Linked DNA regions of Mus musculus: region 1 is linked to region 2. A link is a contact called in public HiChIP or PLAC-seq data. All regions are on one chromosome and are shown on one strand. The core of a region is the stretch at or near the end of the contact, and the rest is flanking DNA. Distances in the headings are between cores, read along the strand shown.

Region 1 (3,349 bases), core at 6-2,505, 160 kb before region 2:
GGGTGCCATGGCTAGCTCCCAGGGCCACTGGAGAGACCAGTGGGGATGATTAGAGACCCGCTGCAGGTCCTATTGCTAAGTTTGTCCTAAAAGTCAGTTTGCACAGAACCCCTGGGTAGAATGATGGGAGCCTGGAACTGAAAAGGAAAAGGCTCTGTGCTTTGAGAGGGCGCCATGATGGAATCCTCTGGGGGGAAATTTGCATGCACATGTGGCAGAAAACCCAGGAAACATGGTTGAATTAGTTATCTTTTTCACGCTGCGGACAAATACCTGCCAAGAAGCAATTTGAGGAGGAAGGATTTTTTTTTCTTTTTTCCAGCTTTGAGGATACCGTCCATCATGGTGGGAAAGGCAGATAGATGGGTGAGCAGAACTCTGAGGCAGCGGGCACATAGTGTCACACTCAGAGAGTGGAGAGTGAGCAGGGAGTTGGGCTGGCCCATATACCTGCAAGTGGGAGCCCCTGACACCCACTTACTTCAGTGAGTTTCTCCTCCCTAAAGGCTCCCTAACACTCTAAATGACACCACCAGCTGGGAGAGGAGTGTTCAGACATGTGAGCCCATAGGGGCATGTCACATTCAAAAGGGTGAAATGGAAAACTCAGAAGCTAGCCTGGGGAAGCCGTCTGGGAATGGAGTGAAAACAGCCACACCCCAGAATGTACATCAACCCAACTGGTACATGTTCAACATCTCTCCCGGAAGATGTAACATAGTGCTAGGTCCTCTCCACTTCTTGTGTGGGGAACTCCAGAAGCCATGATGGGGTCGCCAGTCCTGAGGGGGCAAGGGGGGCGGTCACAGATCCCAAGGTAGCCTCAGACCCAGGACTTTGAACATCCGTTTTGTGGAGTGTGTGACACTTTCTTTCCTCCACTCAGTCATTCAGCGTCCCAGGAAACCCTCAGAGGTGAGTTGCATGCTGGCCCTGAGGGTCAGGTCTCACTGTCTATAGGTGAGTCTGAAATGAAATAAAGCTGAGGAAGAGAAAGAAAGGATGTGGGCAGAAGGCCGGGCAAAAGTGTGTTAGCTACCGTTTTTCCTGTCAGTGTCACCAAATGCCTGATACGAAGCAACCTGAGGAAGAAATGATTTCTTTTGCAGGGACAGTCCGGTGGAGGAAGGTGAGGGTGGGGGTGAGGGTGGGGGTCAGGGGGTAGGAAGCATGGTGGTGTAGCTGCTCAGGCTGTGGTGGCAGGAGTGTGAGGGCAGGGACAGGAAGCAGAGACAAGAGAGGAAGCCAGATGGGACCATAAACCTCAAGGCCCACCCTCCAGAGATCAATCCACTTCCTTTAGCTGGGCCACAGGTCTCCACTGGTCCACAGCCTTCCAAAATAGCACTGCCAGTTTAGAGGCCAAGTATCTGAACCCAGAAGTCTGTGGTGGACACTTTTAGGTTCAAACCGGCACAAAGGAGGGCTTAGGTTGTCGGTGTTGTCCTTAGTTGAGTTAAGAGACACGGAAGTGTCTGCATGTACCCTTTCTTGAGCGCTTCCCGTCGATGATACCTACGGCAGTCGGTAGAAGGGGCCAAGTCCTCTTTTCCAGTCACAGCCTGAGAAGTTCATTCTCTGTCAGGATCTCTGAGCTTCAAGGCAGAGCTAGGAGGGAGCCAGGTTTATATCCCACTAAGATCACTGTCACCCTCTCTGTGCTGTGCTGTGCTGTGTGACTGCCATGGCTGCTGAGCTGTGTGTGAAGTGATGACGTTTCTGGGCATATGGTCATTGGCTTGAGAGGTACTTCCCTGATGCAAGACCCTGCCGCCATGAAGAAGTGAAGCCATACTTGGCAACCATACCTAGGCCCGGACATGGAGGAGCTGCCCCAGGGACCACACGGCCCTGGGGACAGAACTCTGTGTGTACCTGATGAGGTACTGCCAGCCTTTTGGAAGGACTGGGCTTTGCTTTGCTCCCTGGCCTTCCCGAGGGTGCTCTTGCTGGCACTGCTGCTGAGAATGAATTAGATTAATTTGTATGTGAAGCCCAGAGGAACATACTTGAGGGCATAAATCAGGGGTGGCAACTGGTAGCTGCAGTCTGAGTCCCCAGAGTCACATGTTTGGTCCTTGTGGTATTTCTATAATTTTTTTTTTTTTTTTGGTATTAGCTTTAACGTTTCTAAATCAGGTGATTTTATTTTTAGCACTAGAGTTTTGGCTTTTCTTGGAAACTGGAAGTGCTTGCCAACAAAAGATGATATTTCTTCCTGACCCCAAAATTGAATAGTAGCCGCTCTGGTTAAGTGACAGTTGCACTCTCTGTCACCACAGACTCCATCAATCCACAGAGGAGGCCCTGCCTTCATCTCACTTGCCTGGCCCCAGAAGGAGGTGTGTGTGTGTGTGCTATCTCTTCATGAACCCCATTTTCTCAGAAGCTGCTTCTCAACTAAAGCAAAGCCTCCTTCTCTATGTATTCCAGATTGGCTGTTGTTGATTCATTCAACAAACACTTAGAGAGTCGTTCTTCTGTGTTTGTCCCTGCACTGGACAGCATTGAGATATGAATATTTATGTCTTTATAGTGAATATTTATAAGAATATTCATTCATCATGAAAGTATGAATGAAATAAGTTCTTGCTATTGAGGCATTTCGATTCTAACAGAGCTGAGACCTATGCAAAGCTCCCTGGGAGAAGTCACAGTGGAACCTGTGAGCATGTCACCTGAAATACAAAAGGGTTCCTGCAGATGGAACCAAGCAGGGAATTACAAATGGGGAGATCACCTGGGTCACCTGCAGGGACAGATATAACACCAGAGTCACTAGAGTCCCTGCATTAGGGAGTACAAAGACAGAGACGGAAATGCACACATGGAGGCCAAGCTCAGAGGTCAGAGAAGAGGCCCGCTTCTTTGCAGGCTGGGAACAAGGAGAAGGGGTTGCCCCAGGAGGTGGTGGCTCAAGGCAGCCCCAGCAGCTAGAGGTGAGGAGATGGCTTCCTTCCCTTGAGCATCCTGGAAGACCACAGCTCTGCTAACACTCAGATTGTATTTATTTATTCTGAAATGTTGATATTTTTGTTTTATGTGAGTGTGGGTGTTTTGCCTGCATGTATGTCTGTGCTCTCCTTACATTCCTGATGTCCACAGAGGCCAGAAGAAGGTGTCAGATCTACATTTGGAGTTACAGATGGTTGTGGGTGCTGGGAGTTGAACCCAGGTTCTCTGAAAAGTAGCCAGCACTGCTAACTGATGAGCCGTTTTCCCAGCCCATCCGCAATACCAAGATCTTAGCGAACAGAAAGGGAAGTTACCTCTCAATATGAGCATTGTAAGATAATAAATTGGTGTTGTTTTACATCACCACATTAGTGGTGATTGGTTGTAACAGCAG
Region 2 (3,460 bases), core at 674-3,173:
CAGTGTCTTGAGAAATGACCGATCCTGACCTCAGAAGTTCATTGTGAAAAAGTGGGCGGCCTTCCTACCCTCGTCTCAGTACCAGCTAATCACATCAGTTCTACCTCCCAAACGTGTGTCCCACCCCCACTGCCACCAAAAAACTCACTCCTGAGTCCAGAGCGACCTCTTTCCTGGCCTCGTGGCTTCTTCCCTTGTCCTCAGTCAGCCACACCATCCCCGTGCACATGCAAGCTAGAGTGGGCTGTTTGGGTTTTTTTAGAGTACAATCACTCCTCACGTTGCCTGTCCTATCTCCCTCACCCCTCCATTTTCTCTTCTTTTTTTACTGTTTCACTTACAGGCTGTCACCTGGCTAACGGGTGCCCTAGAGACACAGTGAGCATGCTGGCTCACCTCTCATGATCCCAAGAAGACAAGAGAGGTCACAATTCAGGGTGCTACCTACCAGACTCCAGCCTGCACGCTAGAACTGCAGCAGACTGGGCTCTCTGGCAAGGCTTGGGGGAGGAGACACTGACCTCAAGCCGGGGAATGCTGTCCACAGCTGGTTGGTCATCTGTTAAGACATGCCAAGCCAGACATTTGATCTATTGGACTTGTGTGTCCATTATCCCAGCCAGCCTATGGTGTTGGGGACAGTGCTCACTCATCAGGGACCTTCCTGCCATCAGTTCTTGACCCTCCTCCAGGAAAGACAGAAGAACTCAAAGCTGTGAGATGCAGAACATTACACGGAGCGGGGCTGAAGCTCCAGCGCTTCATAGCCGAGAGGCGACAAGGAGCCAGCCTGGCTTGGCCTACCTCACTCAGCATGACTCCACACATTCTTTGCCATTCTAGCTGTGTCTTCCAGCTTCACAGTCATACACACAGCCTGTCATAGCTCCCATGAGTCACAGGACATAGAATGAAACCAGCTGGGCCATCCAGGAATCCCCTACTCCAACTTGCAGAATAAGTCAAAAAAGGCCTTCATTTTAGTGTCTTCGACTGGCTAGAAGAATCTACGCGGATACTTTACTGTCACGTGAGATCAAGGTTCACAGACCAGTCACATTTCAGTGAAGCACTGTTTGATGTCTGAGACCTGAGCTAACTAACACTGGCTCTTTTCACACCCATGGCAGACATGAGTAATCGATACTCATACTCTTTCTCTAAGCTTGAATAGCTTCAGGAAGCCGACCCCACTTGATCAGGCTTGGCCTAAATGATACCTATGATGTCCCTAGTGTTACACTTTACCAAAGTGGACAATGCTCATTTCGATCCAACATCCAACTTCCAAGTAGCAAACACAGTCCTTCCTTCTTAGCGGTGGGCAGAGACTACACGCTCAAGTATAGGGTCCTGCTGGTTGGGACTCCCAATATCAAAACTCATTCCTTACTACCCATGCTGACTTTAGAGCCTGACTCTGGACATGGCAGCCACCATGGAGATAGGGATACCCCTTCCCTGTCACTGTAGATTTTAAATCTCAGTCTTGTCCTTAGAACCCAGATTTTGAGTGAGAAAACAAATCACCCAGCACCCTGCCAACTCCCCTGTCCTGGAGGACCAGGCCTAACTCAGCAGCTCTGGATTCATACTTAGGGACCAATTTAGGTGCCAAAAGCCAGACTGTTGTGGATAGAGCAGGCATCAACCTCAGACTGCCAGGAAACCCCAAGAATCATCTATTCTCTCTCACATCATGGCCAAGGAGCAGCCCAGGGACAGTCATGGGCCATCCAGGGATGACCGCAGGACCATCAGAAGCACAGCTGGCTAGGCCAGCCTGGCCCCAAGCCTCAGGAGCTATAGAGGCCCAAAGCACTCGCTCACACTTGCAGAGGGCGGGGCGGGGCTATGCCAGGCTGGGGGAGGTGTTTCCCCCATCTGCCAGGGTATGTGCTAAGTTCTCACAGAAACTGAGCCACCCAAATAAGGAACAGACAGTGGCTGTTGTGTCTAGGGAAGTGGTCTAACCACAACCTTTCACCTCTGCCCATGCATCCAATAACCCACGTGTCCTACTCTTACTTCCGAAGCCTCTTCTTGGTCCAGAGTCTGAGATTTACGACATTCTTTAAGAAGTCCATAGGCCTCCATGGTGCAGAACCTTCCCACAGCTCCCTCTACTTGGCTGTCACCCACCTTCCAACCCCACGAGCTTGCACACTCTCTCCTCCCTCCCCCCTCCTGACATCTGCACACTCTGCTCCCTCCCCAGAGGCCGCTATCACTGTTCCTTCTCCTGTACCACACGGCCTCTCCTCCTCAGTTCTGGCCCCTCTGAAAGCCACTCCCCACCCCCGTCACAGCACTTGTCTCTGAGGATTCTTATGAACAGAAAGTTGAGTCTTGGTCTCCATCCGAGCCATGCTCAGCATGATCCCAAGTCTTCCTTCCCCTGGAAGAAAGTGGAAAAGCCTCCAGGCCAGGATCCTCTAACGCACACCTGCCCTGTTGCTGCCCCTGAAGGCAGAAGGTACCAGAGCCACGCGGCCACTCCAGGGGCAGAGGAGGGGCAGAGGCTGGAGCATCTCAGTGCTTTGCTTTAATAGAGCTGACTCCAAAGGATGGAAACCTGCCAACTCCTAAGTCCAGACAGGTCCTGACAGCTTTCCCTCTGTGATGTCTCTAACACACCCACTACCCTAAAGCCGCCACTGTTAAGACCAGTTAGCAGGCTATGTTCTGATGCTGGAGAAAGACTTGCACCAACACAGACTTTCCACCGTGGATCTAGAATGGTACCACAGTATCCGAGACAACCCGAGTCAAGGACACAGTCTGCCAGTCTTCCTGCTGCACAGGCATGTTTTATCACACAGGCTACTCCAGCCAGGAGACCTGGTGCTCACCCAACTCTGGACCTAGACAGACCCAGGGCATCATTCCCTGGGCCCAGTATGGGCCAGGTGAGTGGCTTGGACACCAGCCACCACATACCTTTCTCACATTATAAAAGTCTCTGTGGGGGTTACTCTTCAATTCCTTGAACTCTGACATTTCATTTAACATCTCATGAAGGCTAAACTTGGATTCCAGAAAGTTCAGTCGCCGGTGACAATAGGTTTTCCTGCAAGTTGGTGAGAGATAGAGACCCCAGTAAGACATCAAATGACAGTTTAGCAACCTCAAGACAGGGTAGTGACCGGGGCTGGAAGGGTCAGGTTCTGACAGCATGGAGGAAGAAGAGCCGAGATGCTTCCAGCTTTCCTCAGACCTGGCTGAGCTGACCAGCACACACGTGTGAGGACACCACATGAGCAGACGGTCAAGACACACGGGAGGGAAGCACCAACTCTGGGAGCCCAGGCAGGGTTTTGTTGTCTTATGTTTGGGCAATTAGCACAGGGATAACCATCCCATGTATAACCATGGAGACGGTGCCGCCCCAGACTGAAGTACTTGTTTCAGGCTCTGGGTCTGGCTGAGCAGAGGAGCCCCTCCTCTCTCCTCAGCCCCC

The links. HiChIP or PLAC-seq counts read pairs in DNA pulled down with a chosen protein or histone mark.
Region 1: a BATF HiChIP or PLAC-seq map of CD8 T cells shows a contact between it and region 2, with 6 read pairs. The contact joins two enhancer-like sites. A contact is called at or near these places in 3 of 39 promoter capture datasets (3T3-L1-derived adipocytes, embryonic stem cells and trophoblast stem cells), 3 of 484 Hi-C or Micro-C datasets (bone marrow-derived macrophages, embryonic stem cells and extraembryonic endoderm stem cells), 8 of 115 datasets of contacts at active chromatin or transcription factors (the 230-238 cell line, CD8 T cells, the HPC-7 cell line and 4 more) and 6 of 9 other capture datasets (adipose tissue, bone marrow-derived macrophages, embryonic stem cells and 3 more).

What each region holds. Positions count from the first base shown.
Region 1 is chr7:110,954,592-110,957,940 of GRCm38.p6, reverse strand. All of the region lies in intron 1 of Mrvi1 (MRV integration site 1), which reads left to right. Among named protein-coding and RNA genes, the nearest start is that of Mrvi1, 26 kb to the left of the region's middle. Within about 2 kb of position 1,255, at least 90 of the 459 cell types and tissues checked have an H3K27ac peak or open chromatin away from gene starts, as enhancers often do. A contact at or near this core is called in the 230-238 cell line and CD8 T cells, where this site is marked.
Region 2 is chr7:110,795,289-110,798,748 of GRCm38.p6, reverse strand. Ampd3 (adenosine monophosphate deaminase 3) reads right to left here. Exons shown (of 15, transcript NM_001276301.1): 6 at 2,941-3,070. Among named protein-coding and RNA genes, the nearest start is that of Gm39069, 16 kb to the right of the region's middle. Within about 2 kb of position 1,923, at least 134 of the 459 cell types and tissues checked have an H3K27ac peak or open chromatin away from gene starts, as enhancers often do. A contact at or near this core is called in the 230-238 cell line and CD8 T cells, where this site is marked.